Linked DNA regions of Mus musculus: all the other regions are linked to region 2. A link is a contact called in public HiChIP or PLAC-seq and promoter capture Hi-C data. All regions are on one chromosome and are shown on one strand. The core of a region is the stretch at or near the end of the contact, and the rest is flanking DNA. Distances in the headings are between cores, read along the strand shown.

The links. Promoter capture Hi-C pulls out the DNA fragments that hold promoters and counts their contacts. HiChIP or PLAC-seq counts read pairs in DNA pulled down with a chosen protein or histone mark. Capture Hi-C pulls out chosen DNA fragments and counts their contacts.
Region 1: a promoter capture Hi-C map of liver shows a contact between it and region 2, with 4 times the contacts expected there. The contact joins the promoter of Icam4 here to the promoter of Smarca4 in region 2. A contact is called at or near these places in 4 of 39 promoter capture datasets (the C10 cell line, liver and pre-B cells), 2 of 484 Hi-C or Micro-C datasets (CD4 T cells and uterus) and 1 of 9 other capture datasets (adipose tissue).
Region 3: a promoter capture Hi-C map of liver shows a contact between it and region 2, with 4 times the contacts expected there. The contact joins the promoter of Fdx2 here to the promoter of Smarca4 in region 2. A contact is called at or near these places in 3 of 39 promoter capture datasets (liver and pre-B cells), 1 of 115 datasets of contacts at active chromatin or transcription factors (astrocytes) and 1 of 9 other capture datasets (liver).
Region 4: a promoter capture Hi-C map of liver shows a contact between it and region 2, with 2.7 times the contacts expected there. The contact joins the promoter of Raver1 here to the promoter of Smarca4 in region 2. A contact is called at or near these places in 2 of 39 promoter capture datasets (both in liver), 1 of 115 datasets of contacts at active chromatin or transcription factors (astrocytes) and 1 of 9 other capture datasets (liver).
Region 5: a contact with region 2 is called in an H3K27ac HiChIP or PLAC-seq map of embryonic stem cells, with 6 times the contacts expected there. The contact joins the promoter of Acp5 here to the promoter of Smarca4 in region 2. A contact is called at or near these places in 2 of 39 promoter capture datasets (hippocampal neurons and liver), 14 of 484 Hi-C or Micro-C datasets (cardiomyocytes, cerebellar granule neurons, cerebellum and 5 more) and 7 of 115 datasets of contacts at active chromatin or transcription factors (T-cell acute lymphoblastic leukemia, embryonic forebrain, embryonic stem cells and 3 more).
Region 6: a contact with region 2 is called in an H3K4me3 HiChIP or PLAC-seq map of embryonic stem cells, with 7 times the contacts expected there. The contact joins the promoter of Zfp809 here to the promoter of Smarca4 in region 2. A contact is called at or near these places in 2 of 115 datasets of contacts at active chromatin or transcription factors (both in embryonic stem cells) and 1 of 9 other capture datasets (adipose tissue).

What each region holds. Positions count from the first base shown.
Region 1 is chr9:21,027,448-21,030,949 of GRCm38.p6, reverse strand. It overlaps Icam4 (intercellular adhesion molecule 4, Landsteiner-Wiener blood group), which reads right to left and starts at 1,518. Exons shown (of 3, transcript NM_023892.3): 1 at 1,127-1,518; 2 at 708-1,013; 3 at 354-568. The coding sequence starts at 1,496. The coding sequence ends at 456. It overlaps Icam1 (intercellular adhesion molecule 1), which reads right to left. Exons shown (of 7, transcript NM_010493.3): 6 at 3,270-3,502; 7 at 2,136-3,179. The coding sequence ends at 3,004.
Region 2 is chr9:21,614,297-21,617,737 of GRCm38.p6, reverse strand. It overlaps Smarca4 (SWI/SNF related, matrix associated, actin dependent regulator of chromatin, subfamily a, member 4), which reads right to left and starts at 1,569. Exons shown (of 34, transcript NM_001174078.1): 1 at 1,338-1,569.
Region 3 is chr9:21,071,813-21,075,095 of GRCm38.p6, reverse strand. It overlaps Fdx2 (ferredoxin 2), which reads left to right and starts at 1,565. Exons shown (of 5, transcript NM_001039824.3): 1 at 1,565-1,707; 2 at 1,778-1,832; 3 at 1,915-2,021. The coding sequence starts at 1,590. It overlaps Raver1 (ribonucleoprotein, PTB-binding 1), which reads left to right. Exons shown (of 13, transcript NM_027911.4): 13 at 1-938. It overlaps Gm38431 (predicted gene, 38431), which reads left to right. Exons shown (of 17, transcript NR_038081.2): 14 at 1,778-1,832; 15 at 1,915-2,021.
Region 4 is chr9:21,090,458-21,093,843 of GRCm38.p6, reverse strand. Raver1 (ribonucleoprotein, PTB-binding 1) reads left to right here and starts at 1,845. Exons shown (of 13, transcript NM_027911.4): 1 at 1,845-2,085. The coding sequence starts at 1,867. Gm38431 (predicted gene, 38431) reads left to right here and starts at 1,836. Exons shown (of 17, transcript NR_038081.2): 1 at 1,836-2,085.
Region 5 is chr9:22,130,134-22,133,380 of GRCm38.p6, reverse strand. Acp5 (acid phosphatase 5, tartrate resistant) reads left to right here and starts at 1,516. Exons shown (of 5, transcript NM_001102404.1): 1 at 1,516-1,644.
Region 6 is chr9:22,224,247-22,227,438 of GRCm38.p6, reverse strand. Zfp809 (zinc finger protein 809) reads right to left here and starts at 1,727. Exons shown (of 5, transcript NM_001164624.1): 1 at 1,607-1,727. The coding sequence starts at 1,609.

The sequences.
Region 1 (3,502 bases), core at 269-2,768, 590 kb after region 2:
TAGTAACGCACAGGCTCCGTAGTGGAAAAGGAGGGAGGAGAAGGGAAACTTAGCCTCCAATCAGAGCTCCGGCCTGTATCAGCGGAGCCAATCAGAAAAAGCCATACCAAGAGTCAGCCCTGGAGGGGAGGTCAGTTTAGTCTTTCTGCCCCGCACAAATAAAGCTAACAAAACTCTACGCAGAGGAACTCGGGTTCTAGGACCCCATGCTGGCCTTGAAGGAGAAATTTCAAGGTGTTGTTTCCTCCAGTACTACCTCTAATCTACTAATCTTCAGCCCCTACGTAAGGAATTTGGAAAAAGTAAGGTACCTTAAAAAAGAAACCACTTTCTCCAAGAACCGTAAGGCAGAGACTGAGGAGGAAGACTTTATTGTTTCAATAAGAGTCTCTGAATTAATTACTCTGAAGTTCTTTTCCCCTCCCTCTTGTCAGGCATCGAAAACAGATCTATAACTAAGTCTGCACAGCCAGGTACTTGCGCACGTAGACAGCCCCCACAGCCAGGAGGATCCCCACCAGGGTTGCGATGGAGGTAGAGGCCAAGGCTATAGAGGCTGGGCTTAAAGCTGTGGGCAGGAGTGAAAATCAGGAACTAGGAGGTCTGAGGACCGCCAAGCGTGGAGCCCACGCCTGTTCTGCAGGCCCCCTTGGAGTGGCAACATCCCCTCTCCCGCACCCATTCCCTGGGATTACAGGATGCCTCACCGAGGACTGTCAACATAACAGGTGCCGAGCTGCTGCGCACCACTAGCCCGTCGAGATTGAGGCGCGCATGGCAGGTGAGTGGCTGCCAGAGGTCGTTGAGTCCGGCCCGCATCACGTAGGTCAAAGTGACATTAGCCAAATCTGAACCGGTGAAGCGCTCCAGGCTTTCATGATAAATCACTCGGCCACCTCTTCTCAGGCTCACCACCAAGAATCCCACTGGGAACACGTGTGTCACATAGCATCGCAGAGTGTACTTGTGGCCCACTAGGACCGGAGGCTCCAAGATCACGCTTCTGGGCCGTTCTAAGGCAAGAGAGATAAGGCCCACAGGCACCCCTTAAAGCAATTACCATCTATCCGCTTCCTCCACCCCTCTCCCCTCACCCCAGCCCGGCCTGAGCCCCGGTCTCCCTCACTGTAAGCAGTGATCCTGGCGGTGGCCTCTCGGGTTTCTCCTGCGCAAGTGACGACGCAGCGCACCTTGGAATTCCAGGCCCTCACATCCAGTAGCTGGTAAGATACCCAGCCGGATCCATTAACTATCTTTCCCTGCCGCAGTTGGGTGCGCAGGCTGGAATGCACCGGCAGGGGGCAGTTGTGGCTGCAGTTAAGCCACGCTGAGCCCCCGGGAGGCACGGCCTCTAGCTCTGGATTAAGACGCACCCAGAAAGGTGCTGAGGTCACGGAAGGCGCGGGAGGACTTTGCATCCACTCTTGCTGGGGGCTCCCACCCCTCGGATAGGCAGCCACCAGCAAAAGCGACGGGAGCAGAAGGGCAGACTCCATGGCACAAAGCCCGCGCTGAAGTGCGGGCGGAACGCCAGGGAGTTTAGGCTGGCCGCAGGAGATAAGAAGGCACCCTGGCCACGCCCCAGAATGGGCCTCGGCCGGCCCTGATGAAGATACCTGCCTCCCCTCCCATCAGACCCTACAATCAACCAAAAGCCATTGCACAGTTCTGGACCTGCTCTTTAGTTTTTACGTAAGCCCCAAGAAGTCTTTAAAAATTAAAAAATAAAATAACGCTTGGTGATGGCACATGCCTTTGATCCCAGCACTCCCAGGGAGGCAGATCTCTGTAAGTTCAAGGCCATCCTGATCTACACTGGGAAACCCTGTCTATCTAACGTAGATTTTACTAGACATGGCAGTGGCTTTGTCATTTAGTCCTAGCATTCAGGAGACAGGTTGGCCCATCTTTGTGAAGTCAAGGCCAGCCCATTCCACATAGCAGATTTCAGGACATCCATGGCCACAAAGAGAACCTGTCTCAAAAAAGAAAGGGGGTGGGGGTGGGGACCAACCTGATCCACAGACTCAGAGTTAGGGTTAGGTTACCAGACAACCCTGAGGCATTATGGGAGTCGGCAGTCCTTAGGGCTTTGCCTAACTGATGTGATGACTGTACACAAACTCACAAGACACTCAGGCCGACATAAAACTTTATTGATTCAAAGGAAAGGTTTCTGTGCTGGGAGGGGTGCTTACCCTCCCACAGCAGCTTGCACGACCCTTCTAAGGAGTTGGAACATTTCCTTCCAGGCTTTCTCTTTGAGGTGGAGCCGCCTGGGACCATGATTTCATGAGCATGAGGCTCGATTGTTCAGCTGCTAAGGCATGGTGGCTGACATTGGGAACAAAAGTAGGTGGGGAGGTGCTGGGACGCTCCAGGATGTGGAGGAGCAGAGAACCACTGCCAGTCCACATAGTGTTTATGTGACTGGTGAAAAAAGTCGACCCTTATGAGAAAAGCATCCTGACCAGTAGAGAAACCCTCGACCCATGTGATCTTTCCCCAGACTCTCACAGCATCTGCAGCAGGGTCCAGGCCATAACTTATACATTCACCTCCTCACTGATCTACTATATACAGGGTACTCAATAAATAGCTGGTAAAACTCTAAATTAATAAATACATCAAGAAGAGTTGGGGACAATGTCTCAGCTTTCCTGTGTCGGGGGGAAGTGTGGTCTTCTTGCTTGTGTCTACTGGATATCATGTCTTCCTTAGGCAGGAGCCCCTCAGCAGGGGCAATAGAGAATGAAGTCAGCGTTTCTTGGCTGAAGGTCCACCGGGCTGTAGGTGGGTCCGGGTCACACGTGTTCACAGTCTTGCTCCATCCACCGAGTCCTCTTAGCTCTGAGGCTACAAGTGTGCATCCCCCAGGCCACCATCCTGTTCTGTGACAGCCAGAGGAAGTGGCTGAGGGTAAATGCTGTCTACCATTCTGTTCAAAAGCAGCAGCAGCTGTTGCCCTGCAGGGGGTCCAGGCAGGAGTCTCATCCAGCAGGCTCAGGGAGGTGGGGCTTGTCCCTTGAGTTTTATGGCCTCCTCCTGAGCCTTCTGTAACTTGTATATCCTGATCTTTCTCTGGCGGTTATAAACATAAGAGGCTGCCATCACGAGGCCCACAATGACCAGCAGTACTGGCACCAGAATGATTATAGTCCAGTTATTTTGAGAGTGGTCTGTGTGGTAGAGACAGAAGGGAATGGTGAGACTTGAGGCCCTGGCACCTAGCCCACCCCTCATCCAGCCTTATATCCTGGGATACTCACACAGTACTGTCAGGTACACATTCCTGGTGACATTCCCATGGGAGCTAAAGGCATGGCACACGTATGTACCATTCATCTCCTGTTTGACAGACTTCACCACCCCGATGGGCAGCAGGGCACCATCTGCCTTCCGTCTGCAGGTCATCTTAGGAGATGGGTTCCCCCAGGCCTGGCATTTCAGAGTCTGCTGAGACCCCTCTTGCCAGGTCCAGTTCCCCAAGCAGTCCGTCTCG
Region 2 (3,441 bases), core at 320-2,819:
CTGTGTGAATTTGAGGGCAGCCGGTAACAGAGTTCTAGGACAGCCAGGACTATACAGTGAGAACAGAAGGGGGCCAGGAGAATCAAAACAAACCCAAAACTTCTTAATGAATTAATACACATGCAGGCCAAGGAGAAACGTCCCCATATTTACTGCCCATTCCCCTACCAGACATGTAACACAAAGTAAAAGATTCAACTATCTGCTGGACCAGTCAAGAACAAAGAACAGGGCAGGAAGCCTGGCTGAACATCATCCCAGCACTTGGGAGGTGGAGGCAGCAAAGTGAGGATGAAGCCAGCCTGGTCTACATGAGGAGCTGGATGTCAGCCTAGGTTATAAGAGTCTGTCTTCAAAATCAGAATAATGATGATGTAGGAACGATTTGCCTAGTTCTTCCCAATCCTAACAGCGAAAGTAATTCCCTTGTACAAAGGAGGAAACCAAGAGGTTTGGCGAGATTAGCGATTTCGCCTAAGGCCACACAGCAAGCTGACAGCAGCCGGCGCTGGGCATCAAACTCAAAGGCTGTCTGTCAGTTCAAACAAAAACTTGTTTCTAGTTCCTGAGGAGTCACTGGAGGTAAAAGGGATCAAGTAGATGTCTTCGGACCCGCACAAAACACTTGCCTTCGGTGTTTTAAAATAAAAAACCCTATCTTAAAAACTGGGAAGGGCCAAGGGACTCAAAAGAAAAACAATGCCGCCGAGAGCAAACGTCCCCAGGCATCTTTCACTTTTTAGGCAAACATTTTGAAGCCATGGAAGAAATTCTTTATTTTTCCTTCAAAATCTGCAATAATGAAATTTATCAAAAAAAAAAATAATAAACATGAAGAAAGTAAGGTCTGGAGACCGAAGAGGGCTCATGACTGTGTCCAAGCTACACTGGGCATCAATAACTGAGGTAAAAATGTTGCTCCCGACGCCCGACCACAGGGCATTGGGATCCCACCCGTTACAAACGAGGCCAGAAAAGCCCACGACACCTAGCCACTGTTCAAAGTTGGGGTCCACAGAAATTAAAGTGGGGGATCTGGATCTCTGAAACGCCAAAGGGAAGAAGCTTTGTCCAAGACCCTACGAGAACGCGCGCGCGGCCTTCACGCGGCCCAGAGCCACCCGCCTCGCCGGCCACAGTCAGGAAGCCGCCGCGGTCTCGCTGCACTGCGGCCTGAGACGCGCGCGCAGGGCTTCTTGACCCTCAGGCGCCGCCGTACCGCGACCCCGCTTTGGTCGCCCAGCTGCCCCCTCCCCCTCCCGGCGCCTCCGCTTCATTCAAACCGTCTTGCCCAAGCCCCGGGAGCCTGGTTCCGCCCGGGAGCCTCCATTCCTTACCTGGAGGTAACGGCGCCGTAACCTTCCTGGCGCCGCCCCCAACCCTCCACGAGGGGTCGGGGACAGAGTGGGCGTCTCGCTTCTCCTCAGGAAACAAAGAAGCCGTCTCCGCCGCTGCCAAGCGAGTGGGAAAGCCTCGCGCGCGCGCCCGCTGGGCTTCGCCAGGCCACCCCCCCCCACCGCACGCGCCCGCCGCGCGCCCCCGCCTCCCTGTCTACCCGCTCCACTTGCCCTGCTTCCGCTGCCCGGCCGGCCTCGTGCGCGCGCCAGCCCACCCTTCCGCTCTCTGCGCGCATGCTCAGCCATTCGCTGTGCGCACGCGTACTAGTCCTTTGAGGGCGCGAGGAGGTGGGCGGGCCCAGAGGCTGCACAAGATCCTGGTGCACCGCCCCTGTGGGGGGCTCGGGGCGGCTCTGCGCAAGCGCACATCTACCTCCCAGGCACGAAACTGGGCCTCAAGCCGGGAGGCATGCGCAGTGGGGGTAGCACTGCGGCGACGCTTAAAGGTTGGGGGAGGGGGTGGGTGGTCCAGATGGGAGATAGTAAGGATGAAATTAAAGTCCTCAGGCTCGGAGCAGTTGGAGCACCCAGGGAGGAAAGAGAAGCGGAGAGATGGCCAAGCTATCCCAGGACCGGCAGAGCCCACGCGGTGCTAAGTGCAGGCCCGGGAAACGCTTTGATCCTGGTTCTGGCGCTGCCCTGCCTGCTCTGCAAGACTCTGCCCTGGCCACATTTCCTGCAGAACCTGCTGAGGCCCAGTAATTAGCTTTACAAATATTTATTGAGCTGCTATCGGCTACTTGCTGCCCTCTATTACAGTCTGTGGGGAGGCAACCGAATGAATAAGTAAAATACAGAGTGTGAGGTAGAAACAGCCATATTCACAATTTAACTTCTGATTTCCAAGAAAGCCATTAGCCTTGGAGCATAGAACTCTGTCCAAATCTGTAGATTCATGCCTCTGGTTGAGTTTTTAAAATATTTGGTAGTGTTCGGGAGGCAGAGGCAGGTGGATCTCTTGAGTTTGTTACCAAGGTGTTACTTGTTTTTGTTGTGTGTCTTTATGGTTTGTTTGTTTGTTTGTTTGTTTGTTTTTATTTTTTTGGTTTTTCGAGACAGGGTTTCTCTGTGTAGCCCTGGCTGTCCTGGAACTCACTCTGTAGACCAGACTGGCCTCGAACTCAAGAAATCCGCCTGCCTCTGCCTCCCGAGTGCTGGGATTAAAGGCGTGCGCCACCACGCCCGGCTGTCTTTAGTTTTTTAAGACGGGTTTTCTTTGTGTAGCCGTGGCTGTCCTGGCACTTGCTCTAGACTAAGCTGGCCTCGAACTCAGACATCTTCCTTCCTGAGTGCTGCATGCATGTACCAATCCAGCTTGGTCTTTTACATAGTGAGGTTCCAGGGCAGCCATGGATACAAAGTGAGACCTTCTCTAAGTAAACAAACAAAAGGGTGTTTTCTGCCACAAAGAACAAAAAAGAATGTTTCAGGCCATTAAATCACTGGCCTGCTACTGCCTCTTAAACGCTAGGGTTACAGACCCAAGATACCAAGACTGGCAAACTATCATGGTATTTTCGCTTGGTTGTTTTGTTTTGTTTTTGTTTTTCGAGGACAGAGTTTCTTTGTGTAGCTCTGGCTGACCTGGAACTGGATCCTGAGACCAGGGTGACCTCGAACTGACATCTACCTGCCTCTGCTTCCCCACCACCACCCCCCACCCCACCCCACCCCCAACACACACAGCTCAGTTCTGGTTTTCAGGTTTATTTTCAGCCGGAGTTTAGTGGCATTTGTCCTTAATCTCACCAAGCTGATCTTTGTTTGTGGCCAACTTTATCCACATAGTGAGTTCCAGGCCTGCCAAGGTTACATAATGAGATTTTCTCAAAAAAATAAATTTTCTCAAAAAAATAAATTTTGGTGACTGGATAGGTGGCTCAGCAGTTAAGAGCACTTGCCCTTGCAGAGGACCTCCATTCCGTTCCCAACACTTCTCGGGGGCCAGAACTGCTTCCAACTCAGGAGCTTCGCCTGAGTACTAGGAATACTAGAATATTCTCTCTCTCTCTCTCTCTCTCTCTCTCTCTCTCTCTCTCTCTCT
Region 3 (3,283 bases), core at 316-2,815, 540 kb after region 2:
ACCTGCTCTCTTTCCCTCCCTAGCTCCAGGCCTCCTCTCCTGCCTCGTCACTCCTGTGTTCTGGCCTCTTGAGTGCCTTTGGAGGTGTCTCTGACCTGTGAGGATCAGAGACAGTCCCCGTTTTTAAACTTCGACAATTGACTTTTATTTCCTTTTCTAATTTTTATTATTTTTTAAAACAACCAGGATGATTATCACATCTACTCCCCCATCCGTCCAGAAAAGCCCCAAATTGATTCCTTCAGGGTCTGGCCTGCCCAGGCTCTATTCCACATGTGCAGGTTCCAACAGCTTAACCCTATTCTCTTCCCAGTCATCTGCTGCAGGTATAGCTGTCTCATGCCCCTGCCTGCCTATTCTGGCCAGTACCCTAAGCCCCAAGATCTCCAGCCCCTGCCCCAGTATCCTTGCCTTCTGATGCCTTAAAGTTGGGCCACAGGTCCTGCTGGGTCAGAGCCTCACAGATGCGGAGCTCCAAAAGCTCCGCTCAGGACCAAAGAGCTCTGGCCTAGGGTTCATCCTTTCTCCAGGTGTCTGCCCTGTGGACAGAAGGCTAAAGCCTTGATCTTGGCAAACCACCCCTTTTGCCCAAAGCCTGGATGCAGAGACCAGTATTTTCTGCTGGCTTCAACAGTCTCCCCTGCTGTCTGTGAAAGGTGACCATTGTACCCAGGCCACTGGGCCTCTACCATGTTCTTTCAAACCCAGGTCATTACCATCCCCAGGCTGGATCACTGGAGCAGGCCTCCTCTCTGTCCATGTGAGGGGGACCTAGGGGCTCTGCCCTTAGCCAGCTGAGCCACCACCAGCCTCCCTCCCCAAACATGATAACCCAAACCCACTCCAGTGGGTGTATCTCACCCCCTCACCCCACCCCCACCCCCTGCATAGACCTTTGCTGAATTAAAGTTTGTAAGTAAACGGTTTTAAAAAAAAAATCAGAGCTGGCTGGTTCTTGATATAAACCATGGGCCAGCAAACTAGCTCAGAATTCTGGTAACACAGACAGCCTGAGTTTTATCCCTCTGCCCCAAATGGTGGAAGGAGAGAACTGACTCCCGCAGATTGACCACTGACCTACACACATGTCACGGATGGGCTCATACACACAATCCCTAAAAATTTAAGTTGGGCTTGGAGGCCAGCCTGGTCTATATGAATTGCTTAGAGACTTAAGAATTTCTCAGTCTATAGAGATTCTGTCTCAAACAAAATTTAAATACTGGTTGCACATAACCGGTAATTCCAGCAAAGGAATTCGGAGATCAAGGCCAGACTAGGGGATCCTGTCTAAAAATTAGAGAACTCAGAGGTTGGTCCCAATTGCCGAACGTAGTTTTAGTTCCCAGCCCCACACTACCCATCAACTCTTCTGGGCTCCATAGGCACCCACTTGGTGCACATACGTACATATAAGCAGAACACATACAGTACGACCTAAGGGAAGAAATATCCAACCACAGGGCGAGGCCGGAAGTCCAGCTAGATCCCAGTGCATCACCTTTGACCTCACACGGCGCCCAAACGCTGCGTTTACTGTCGCTGAGGACGCGCAGAGCATGCTAGGTCTTCCGGTCACGTGGCCTATCATGGCCGCCTCCATGGCCCGGGGCGTGAGCGCCCGGGTCCTGTTACGGGCGGCCGGGGGATCTTGGGGACCCAGGGCCGGGCACGCGGCGGTAACATCTAGGACGTTCGGGACTACAGGTACATAGGGCTGGGCCGAGCCGCGGCGTGCAGCGAGGCCGCAGCCGCTCACCCACTCGTGTGTTTCCAGGCGAGCGGCGTGCTGGCGAGGAGGCGGCGGACAGCCCGGAGCTGCCCCGGGACGTGTGAGTGCCCCTCGTGCCACGCCCTGCCCCTCCCTGCCACTCCCTGCCTCCGGCTCAGCACCTGCACCCTGTTTGTCCCCAGGGTCAACGTGGTGTTCGTGGACCGCTCTGGCAAGCGGATCCCGGTGAGGGGCAAAGTCGGGGACAATGTTCTATACCTGGCCCAGCGCCACGGGGTGGACCTGGAAGGTAGGTCATATGAAACTAGGGAGATCCTTGGCATTCTTATACCTTTTTGTAATTTTGAGAGGTTTCCTATAGCTCAGGCTCGCCTCGAACTTACTATGTATCAGAGGATGACTTTGAACTGCTGACCCTCCTGGGACCTGGTGTGCACTACCACAATCCAATACTTTTGTTTAGGTGGTGTATGGGTGGGTCCGATCTCACTCTGTGAATCAGGCTGTCCAGGAACTTAAGTATGTAATCCCGGCTAGCCTCCAACTCATTGCAGTGAACCTACTGCCTCCACTTCCTGAGTCCTGAGACTACAGGCATGTGCTGCCTACCATATCACCAAATAGGTGGGATGGGAAGAACTGAGATGGAGTCCATGTTATTCAGGCTGTTCTGAAATCAGCTATATAACCAGGCTAGGCTCAAACTCACAATAGTGATGCCCCTGCCTCCACCTCTTTAGTGCCAAAATGGTTAAGACAGAGTCTCTGACTTACCCTTAAACCTGCTGGCTGATCATACTGCCTTAGCTTTCTCAGTTCTGAGAATACAGGTTGTCTCTACTGTTTTACCACCTTTGCGCTAACGCCAGTAAGATGGCAATAATGAAACTGGAAAGGTCGCCAGTGCTGAAGACTGCAGACGGCTTGTGAGAAGACCTGTGTTCTCTTCCTACCACCAGCTCTGTGCCAGGCAATTCACAGCCTTCTGTACCAGTAGTGCCGGGCACACTACCTCACCTCCATGGCACCTACTCACATGCACAACCCACACAGAGACACATGGAAACACTTAAAAATCTTTCTTTAAATTAACACTAAAATAAAACTAGGTTTTGGAGCAGCCCTTACTGAGCTGCTAGAATCTGTGCTCTCTTGGAAATTGTGGATTCTCCATGTTGACCCCCCATTCTCTAGTGCTGCCGCTGACTACCTTTTGGGGAGAGGTGGAACTGAAGCGGGATCACAGATGCACAGTGCTGTCCCTCACCACTCTCTTGCTGTTTTTCAGGCATCACAGCTCAGTCCTGTCCTAGCACCTCTGTGCTTATAATGTGAGAGGTGATTTCCCAGCAGATGACTTGGCTCCTCATTCTTCAGACTTGACAGCCTGGCATCCTTTCACCCAGCTTAAGCCTCCCGTGCCCATGTCTGTCTGTATTTAGTGGCCTCATAGAGCCTGGCTTTCATTTGCTTTCTGACATTTCTCCCACAGCCTCTTTCACACCTTGGCCTCCCAAGGCCCTCCATGTAAGCAGGTCTGAGATCAGTGTA
Region 4 (3,386 bases), core at 596-3,095, 520 kb after region 2:
CAGTGCCAGGCCCAAGGCCATGAGCTCCAAAGCTCCGGCATGAGGGCACCAGGCATGGGGTACCTCATTACTTGTCAACCTAAACCACGACGGCACCTATCACTGCCAGGAAACTGGCCCAAGAACACCTTGCTCACAGTGACTGACATTCAAGGTAACGGAGGAACCTGTACGGTCTACAGGGGCAAGTTCAGCAGGAACCCAGGACACACATATGCACTTGGGTCTCTCTGTGCCGATCAAGGCCAGGATGGCCAACATCACTATGGGGGTGTTCATGCCCCTAGGGATGGTGACCACTGCAGTGGCGTCAGTGTACACCCTCAGGATGCAGAACCCGAGTGGCTGCTACCACTTGAGAAACAGAAGTACCTCTGTGTCTCTCAGCACACTGTCGTCCAAAGATACAGCCCAGGGTAAGTTGTCCTGAGACAGGGGAAGACCAAGGTCCAGACTGAGAGGAGGATTGGGCCGTATCAAGTTCCAGATCAATAAAACCTTCAAGGGCTGGAGAGATGGCTCAGTGGTTAAGAGCACTGACTGCTCTTCCAGAGGTCCTGAGTTCAATTCCCAGCAACCACATGGTGGCTCCCAACCATCTGTAATGAGATCCGATGCCGTCTTCTGGTGTGTCTGAAGAGAGTGACACACATTAAATGTACTCACATTAAAAAATATAAAAATAAATCTTTAAAATAAAACTTTCAGCATGATAGTGCACACCTTTAATCCCAGCTCTCTGGAGGCAGAGGCAGGTGGATCTCTGTGAGTTCAAGGCCAGCCTAGTCTACAGAGTAAGTTATTCCAGGACAGCCACAGAGAAACCCTGTCATGAAAGACAAACACACACACACATTAGCACTTGCCCATAGACTCCTGAAAGTAGTTTTCTGGTGCTAGAGAGATCCATGTCTGTCATTATAAACTGCTGATCTTTTCTTCCTTGTGTCTTTTGCCAGTTCCTTCCCCAGCTCCTGTTTAACTTTTTGCTTCCTGTGCTGTCTATCTCTACTACCCCTACCAAGTCTGCTGGAAATGAAACTCAGGGGTTGCCATGCTTAGCAGTTAGTCCTTTTTTTCTTTGTTTTTTGAAACCCTGACTTACTATGTAGACCAGGCTGCTTAGGCCTTCAGAGTGCTGAAAATAATGCCAGCATTTGTCGTTGTTATTTGGTTGTTTGTTTTTCTTTTTTGAATCAGGTTTATCTCAAACTTGAGTTGTATAGTAGGGAATGACTTTGAACTTCAAGTCCTGCAGCTTCCATTTTGGTTTTTCGAGACAGGATGTCTCTGTGTAGCCCTGGCTGTCCTGGAACTCACTCTGTAGACCAGGCTGGCCTCGAACTCAGAAATCCACCTACTTCTGCCTCCCAAGTGCTGGGATTTAAGGCGTGCGCCATCACTGCCTGGCAGCTTCCATTTCTAAAGTGCTGGAATTGCATGCGTACATCAGTACACCTAATTTTTGTCTGTCGTTTCATTTTCTCTTTTGAGACAGGATCCTCATGAATTTGATTTCCGTTGTAACTGTGGATGACATCATAAGATCTGCCTTCCCCTCTAAAGGGCTTAGATTACAGGTGTGTGCACCTGACCAACTCTTAAGGCGGTGTTAGGGATTCACGCCTGCCTATTCTCAATCCTGCCTTGTAAGGCGGCTCCATGTTGCAGCTCCGCCCTTTTATTCAATGGCCCAGAGTCAGGGGAAGGGGGCAACGCTCGCGGGGCTGGTTCTAGCCAATACGCTGAAAGGGGCCGGGAGAGAGGCGGGGCTTCCACCAACCAATCACTACACGCGACCTCCTTGCCGCTCTATGTCGCTCCGCCCTGAGCTCGCTGGTCCCAGAAGGCGCCGGGTTTCCCAAGATGGCGGCCGACGTGTCCGTTACTCACCGGCCGCCGCTGAGCCCAGAGGCGGAGGCCGAAGCGGAAACTCCCGAGACCGTCGATCGCCGGGCGCCCGAACAAGAGTTGCCGCCGCTCGATCCGGAAGAGATCCGGAAACGCCTGGAACACACTGAGCGCCAGTTCCGTAACCGCCGCAAGATACTGATCCGAGGCCTCCCGGGGGACGTGACCAACCAGGTATGGGGGGTGGGGGTGAGAGCGTGGCGGGAAACACCACGGTGCGCGTGCGCGCGCACGCGGGCGGGGGGGTGGAAACCGGGCGGTACCAACGCTGCTGTGAGTGGGGGCTCTCCCCAGTGTCATATCCTCTCCCAGGGTCGTGAAACATTAAGAACGAAGTGGAAAGGGCATGGTTAGGAAAAAGAAAAAAAAGAAAACACTTTAAAGTGCTGGTCGACGTTGCTAGGGGCGACCATCGGACTTGGGAGAGGCCAAGTGGTTGAAGGTTGCAGGTAGTTGGAAGGGGCAGGCAGCTGTGGCCCTGCTGAAATATGTACGGGAGACTGTGAATAGATTGATTGAAATAGATTCCAACTGACCCATGCATATTCAGAGGGTTGTTTCCCTCCTCTGCCTTCGGGTGACAGGAGCTCAAATCTGGAAGTTTCAGAATTAAGAGCATGGCTTTTCTTATCAAGCATAATCGACACCTTTTAGAGGTAGACCCGGAAGTTGGAGCTGCATCCCTCAATGCCTACTAGAATTGATTTGGGAAAATGAAGTCTCCTTTCGACATGAACATGCCGCGGTGGGGGGCGGGGGTTGTATTCTGTGGCACTTCCCTGTGGCTAATCTTGTCTGCCGGGACTGCCCTTCTATTGGGAACCCATGTAGAGCAGGGTGTGCAATGCTCTTTGGACCCAAGAAAGTGGTATCTCTGTTGCCCTGCCCGGTGGTGGTGGGATAGGCCCTTTCTGATTGCTGCTAAATTGTCTGCTCACTGGCTCACCCTAGTACCCCCTGCTCTATAGGCACATGGCTAGTGAAGCTGCAGAGGTGTTGGGGAACACAATAAAGGACCAGACAAGGAATAGACACTTGTGTGCATGGTGTCCTGCATATCTGGAACTGCCAGCCCTATCTCCTTGGGCTCATACACAGGTCATTTGGTGCAAGGAAGCCAGGCAACTTGCCCTGGAAGCCAGCATTCAAAACAGCAGCCCTGTCAACATGAGGGAGTTTGGGTGGCCCCTGCACCCACACAGTGTAGGGTCAGATAAGTGAGTGGGGTCCCTGGTCAGGTAGCATGCCCCCTGTTGTCATGACAGCCCTGGCCAGGTACCCCTGGGTAGCATGCCCCCTGTTGTCATGATAGTTTGTGTGTTTCACTTCTTACAGCCTCAGCTGTTTTCCTCTTGGAGAAAATGGCTTCATAATTAGCTGTGGACCGGTTTCAACCTTGCACAGGGGAATCAGACAAGTTGGGCAGCCTCCTTGAAGGTGTGCAGTTTGAGTTGTTGGTGTTCCTAGCATGTAAT
Region 5 (3,247 bases), core at 267-2,766, 520 kb before region 2:
GTCTATATGCACACAAGTGCAGGTGCCTTCGGAGGCCTGCAGAGGCATCAGTTGACCTGGAGCTGAAGTTACAGGCAGTTGTGAGCCTCCCCGCATGTGTCCTGGGAACCAAACCTGGTCCTCTGCAAGAGCAGTGTACAGTTATGAGTGCACTGGGCTATGTGAGAGATAACCACTGGAGCAGTGTACAGTTATGAGTGCACTGGGCATGTGAAAGATAGCAACCCCTGGGATTATGTTCTTTTTCTCAGGAATTCATTTTTTGGGGAAGTGTATTTTTTAGACAGGATCTCACACTTTAGCCCAGGCTGACCCAGTCCTCCCTATTTAGCCCAGTTGTCTCAAACTCACTCCAATCCTCCTGCCATTAACAGACATGATCTACCACACCAGGACTCTTTAAATCTTTATTACATTTATTTACTTACTTATTATTGGTAGGGCAACAACCCGGATGTGGAGGTCAGAGGACAACTTTTGGGAGCCGGTGCTCTCCTTCCGGAAACCTGATGGAACTCAGGCTCTCAAGTCTTGCCAGAAAGTGCCGCTCTGAGCCATCTCGAAGGCCCATCGCCAGACTTTATTCTTTGGGATTCCTTTGTTGTTCTGTTTAGGTTTTGTTTTGGTTTTAGAGACAGGGTTTCTCTGTGTAGCTGTGGATATCCTGGAACTTGCTATATAGATCAGGCCGCCTTTTAACTCAGAGATCTGCTTCCGCCTCTCGAGTGATGGGATTAAAGAAGTGAGTCCCATTCTGGCCCAGCTTTATTTTGTGGAATTCTAAGGACAACCTATTTATTTATGAATGAGACAGTCTCAGGTCTTGAACTTGCTATGGAGCTGAGATTTATCATGAACTCTTGACCCTCTGACCTCCACGGCCCAGGGTTACACTGCGCACCTGGTGTATACCGGCCTGCGTCTGTGACCTAGGGCTTCGTACGTGTTGGCACGCACTCTACCAACTGAGTCACACCCCAGCCTCCCTGCAAACCGGCAAAATTTCTTGTTTGAAATAACAGGAAAGACCTGCAGTGTGCGGAAGAGGATGGCTTTGCTCCGCCCCTCTGGGTCCCTCTCTGCCTAAATTCCTTCTCTCCCGATCAATCTTGAAGGCCTGTTTTACAGGTGGCTGTTATCTGGCACAGATAGCTCAGTCAAATCCCCTCCTCCGCCCCCCCGCGCGCCCCAAACCCACTGCTGGGATGGAACCCGAGCCGCTCTGGGGCCAAGCAAGCCCTCCACCGCTGACCTGCCACCAGCCTGGTATCTTCTCACCCATTTTAAAGACCGGGAGACCGAGCCTGGCTCAGTCCGGGGCTGGACCTCCCCTGCGCGGCCACCAGAGGCTGTGAGCACCCCAAAAGTCGAAGGCAGGTGGTATTGAAATCAGGTCCCGGGTCTCCCTTAACTCCTGGGACTCTGAACCTTGGAGGCGAGGCGCCAGGTAATGGCTGAGGCAGGATTGGGGCGGGGAAACCGAGGCACCCGCCCTCTGCAACTCTGGACTCTGTAGGGCAGGCAGGGAGCCGTGGGCGAAGGCTGGCCCGCGCCGCCTCTTCCCAACTCGTGCAGCCCGGAGCGACCCGCCGCGAATCCGCAGCTCAGTTGGGTAGCACAGCTTGTCCTGGACCCACCGCCAAGGTGAGACTCGCCCGCCAGGCCCTTGCTCTGCCTCCCACGGGGGAGGGGGTCTCTGTCTGTTGGGGCCACCCCACTTCCTTCCTGTTCGCCTCTACTGAGAGGTGCGAGTGGGGAATGCAAGGCAAACTCTTCGCTGGGTGACCTGGGGTGAGTCGCTGACCCTCTCTGAGCCTTTATGCAAAGCACGGAACGAGAGATTCCAGAATCCGAGCTTGCAGGGACCGGAGGGGTTGGTGGTGAGTGTTCAAGGAAGGAGTCTGGAAAGATTGGGCGGCTTGTGAAGTTAAGGAGGGAGGGGAGGAGGTGGGAAGCTGGCCACACCCACCACAGCGCTGGGCTCTGCGGTCGAAACAGCCTGCAGCTGACTGCTGTAGGTGCCAAGGTCAAAAGGCTACAGCCAGCCACGTGGTGTGTGCCTTCTGGAAGTTCCTTAGGCTGGAAACCGGGTGTGGGAAAGGCCATGGAAGAGTGTGGACAGAACTTCCTGGAAAAGGCAGTTATTGCTGCTGTTTATGATGGCGAGGGGGAACTCGGAGACAGTCCCACACTTAGATGACTCCAGATACACAATTTGCACTAGGACTTACAAAACACAGAGGAGACAGGGGGCTGTTACATGGGCGCCACAGAGGAATTATTTAGGCCTGTAATTCCAACACTTGGAAGTGGCTCATCTTTGGCTACCCAGGGAGGAAGTTAGGGATAGCCTGGGCTTCTTGAGACACTGTCTCAAAACAAAAACAAAAAAAAAAAAATAATTGGAGTGTATGTCACAGGCAAGCCACTGAGGTTCCCATGCTAGAGTCGAGACACCCACCCAGAAAAAGTGACAGCGAGTTACAGACAGCCAAGGGTGTGAAAACACAGACGTTCAGCCTAGAACAGCCTCAGTGCAGTGAACAGTCAAACTCGGGACCTACAGATGCCCAGTACACATTACCATCAGACCCTGGCTGACTGTGCTGGCTTCGAGAAACTTTTCACGGCTCAGTCTGGCCTGGGTGCCCCCGCCCCAGCCCCATTTCCAGTTCTGGGGAAGTCCAGTGCTCACATGACCCAAGGGGAGGGCTTCTGGACAATCCTCGGAGAAAATGCATCATCTTTCCCAATGATGCACTTCTGCCCCAGAGAATAAAGACTCGGTGATCACCGCTTTTGGTCCAGGAGCTTAACTGCCTCTTGCAGCCTCTCTGACCACCTGTGCTTCCTCCAGGGTAAGTGTCAGAGGAGCGAGGTGGAAGAGGCCTGTGGGGGCCACCTTCCCAGCTCCTCAGCTCCTTGCAGGCCCAATTGCTACTGGTGTGTCTGTGGAACTGACGGCTGTAGATGGCTAGGGTGTGTGTGTGTGTGTGTGTGTGTGTGTGTGTGTGTCTTAAGACCGGTCTTATGTCTTTATCTCAGACTTTCTGTTTCCATTTTTCAAACTTCCCAATGTAGCTGAGGCTGGCCTTGAACTTCTGGTCCAGTTGCTCCACCTCCATGGTAGTGCCTGAGTTTATAGGCATGCACCGTGAGACCAGGCTCAGCGGGCTAGTCTTTCTTTGCTTGGACCAGGGTCTCGCTCTCTGTCCTCACCAGAGACTCTGAACTCCCTCTCTTCCTC
Region 6 (3,192 bases), core at 478-2,977, 610 kb before region 2:
CCCTTATCTCAAAAATGTTCTTGGAACAGTCTTTAGTTGGGAGGGTTCGAACTCTAGGGTGAGGAGTTCAGGAATGCATTCTGGGGTGAAGAGTTCAGGAGTGTTCTGGGAACAATCTCTAGATGGGAGGGGTCGGGCTCTGGGGTGAGGAAGAGTTCAGTAATTTTTTTATCTTTATTCTTCAGAAGAAGAGGGGAATGAAAGGAAATTAAATAAAATAAAAGGTTTAAACTAAAAAGGCCTGGGACTGAGACTGCAAAGAAAACTAGCCCGGGCATGCCCGAGTCCGTCTTGAAGCTAGGTCTCCCAGGTCTCCCGGTCGTAAAGAAAGGGAGGGAATAGGAACTGCTTCTGACGATCTTGGCTGACTCTTTGACCATCTGGCAGCCCGGCGCCTCCTGCTTGCCCCCCTTTCTATAGAGAGCATAGTTAAAAGCTGAAACATTAACCAGATGCATTGTCGACTCTGATAAGCCCCCGGCTTTAGAATTCTTATACGCCCCGGTACTACTCTGCTCACTACCGCGCCAATTCTTCCTAGACCCTACCCTATCAAAACCCTGAGTTTTTGAGTCTCAGGGTCGATTCCTCTGTCTCCTGAGTGAGATACGTATTGATTGACCCGGAGCTCGGCCATTAAAGCTGCCTCAAGAAGGTCTCTCATGTTTCTTTGGGTGACCCCGCGACCTGAGACTTGAGTGGGGGGCTCCTTCTTGGGGTCCTACAAGATGGCTCAGCGATTAAGAGCACTGACTGCTCTTCCAAAGGTCCCGAGTTCAAATCCCAGCAACCACATGGTGGCTCACAACCATCCGTAACGAGGTCTGACGCCCTCTTCTGGTGTGTCTGAAGATAACTACAGTGTACTTACATATAATAAATAAATAAATAAATCTTAAAAAAAAAAAAAAAAAAAAAAGAGCAACTCAGGGCCTGAAGAGATCTCACAGTCATACTGCTTCCCCCTTGCCTTCTGCTCCTCGGTACCACGTCACAGTCTGCACCACACACATCCAATGCGTGGCTATTCCTGTACCTCAGCAATTTTAAGATTAAGTCTATCAGATACTTTAAAACTACTGTTTAGGACAAGGAACTGAATTTTTATCTTCCCCACTTCCTCCAATTAATGCGCAAAAATATTTAATCCTCGGGGATCCTTTCAGACCCACTAGTCTCTCATCCATCCTAAGGATGGGTTCTATCAACATCTCCCAAGTCTATAAAGTTCCTGATTGGTGACAGCCAGGACACTGACAGGCCTATCCCAGAGTGACAGACAGATGGAGAGTCACCCCTACTAGACCCAGCTCCCTGCACCCAGCTTCCGAGAGTTTCCAGACAGGGCGCAGAGTTCCCCATCCCAACCTTGCAGGTAAACGGAAGCCCAGAGTTCCTAGTGTGACACCGGCGCTGAAGCGACCCAGCGGTCAGGCATTCCTGTCTCTTGCCTGTGGGTGGCAGAGCTGTGCAGGGCGTTGCAGCCAGCTCGAGTCCCCACGCATGGTCGGGGCGCGATAGGACGCTCCGGGGTGCCCTGAGCCCGCCCAGCCCCCATCCCACAGCCATCCACACCGGCTCCACAGGGACGCCGCGCCGAGCTCACCATGATGGGACTGGGAGCGTCCTGTGACTCGGTCTCCGCCACCAGCACAACTTCCCGCAACGGACGCCTGGGGACCACAGGACCCAAGATGGCAGGCTCAGACCTCCTCTGAACTTTCTAAATCCACCCCACTTCCTCATTTCAGAGCGGTCCTGTCACAGGGCCTGAGTGACAGTCAAAGTCACCAATCGATGACGGAAGGCGGGGCGTAGCAAAGGGCATAAGGCTGTCTGATCATACGGAAAGTCTTAGCGGACAGAAAAACGGTATCACAATAATTTATTTTAATTCCCGTGAAGTTTTCTTACTGTGATGTGATGTATGTGTCTCTGTGTGTGTCTCTGTGTTTCTCTGTGTGTGTGTGTGGCGCGGGGGGTGGGTGGGGGGTGCTGACCTGTGGATAAATGATAAGATTAAGCAACTCTGACCCAACCCAGACCGACTCTGACAAAACACATACCAGAAAAAAAAAAAAAAAAAAAAAAAAAAAAAAAGTGCTGGCTGAAGGCTACCTGGGCCCTCTGGGGAACGAAGGTACTCTCCAAGGATGACCCGATATCACCCAGCCAACCAGACAAAAGGTCTAGCCATCCATCACCAAGTGCCTAGAAGCTGTTACTGTAATCTGCCCTCTAAAAAAAAAAAAAAATGTATACGGTGCTTGTAAGCTAGAACCGGGATCGCCCCCTGTCTCTTGCTTGAGAGACTGCTGAAGATCGATCCCTGCGCACCAGAAAAAATAAACATAGATCTTGTCTCACTTGGGGTCTTCCAGCAGGTAAAGCCCCTCTGGGGCTTTACATGAGAAGCATTTTTTTTTTTTTTTTTTTGGTTTTTTTCGAGACAGGGTTTCTCTGTGTAGCCCTGACTGTCCTGGAATTCACTTTGTAGACCAGGCTGACTTGGAACTCAGAAATCCACCTGCCTCTGCCTCCTGAGTGCTGGGATTAAAGGCATGAGCCGCCACGCCCCGCTGAGAAGCAATTTTTTTCTTTTCTTTTTTTCTTTTCTTTTCTTTTTTTTTTTTTAAGATTTATTTATTATTATATCTAAGTACATTGTAGTTGTCTTTAGATGCACCAGAAGAGGGCGTCAGATCTCATTAAGAATGGTTGTGAGCCACCATGTGGTTGCTGGGGTTTGACCTCAGGACCTTTTGGAAGAACAGTCAGTGCTCTTAACCACTGAGCCATCTCTCCAGCCCGAGAAGCAATTTTTAACACAAAATTTAAAACAGTACTGCAAAACTTTTTTATTAAAACCACGGCTAATGCTCAGAGTAATGAGTTGCATTATGGCCCTTTCATGCAGATGTGTAATTATACTGTTTTCATTCATTCTGTATTAACATTCAGAGTATAATAACCAAATAGAAGACCAACAACATTTTAAATCTGTCATGTTGTAATATCCCAAATTAACGTGTAAGCCCCACCTGCCTGGGGACCAGGTACCTTCCTGGAATGCTGTAAGCTGTAGTTCCTGGAAAATAAGGAAACCCCATGGCAAAGAAAGTAGAGGGTAGCCTATGGGTTTTGTCTTTACAAACTCCTATAGCACGTGACCCTGGCCTATAGCACGTGACC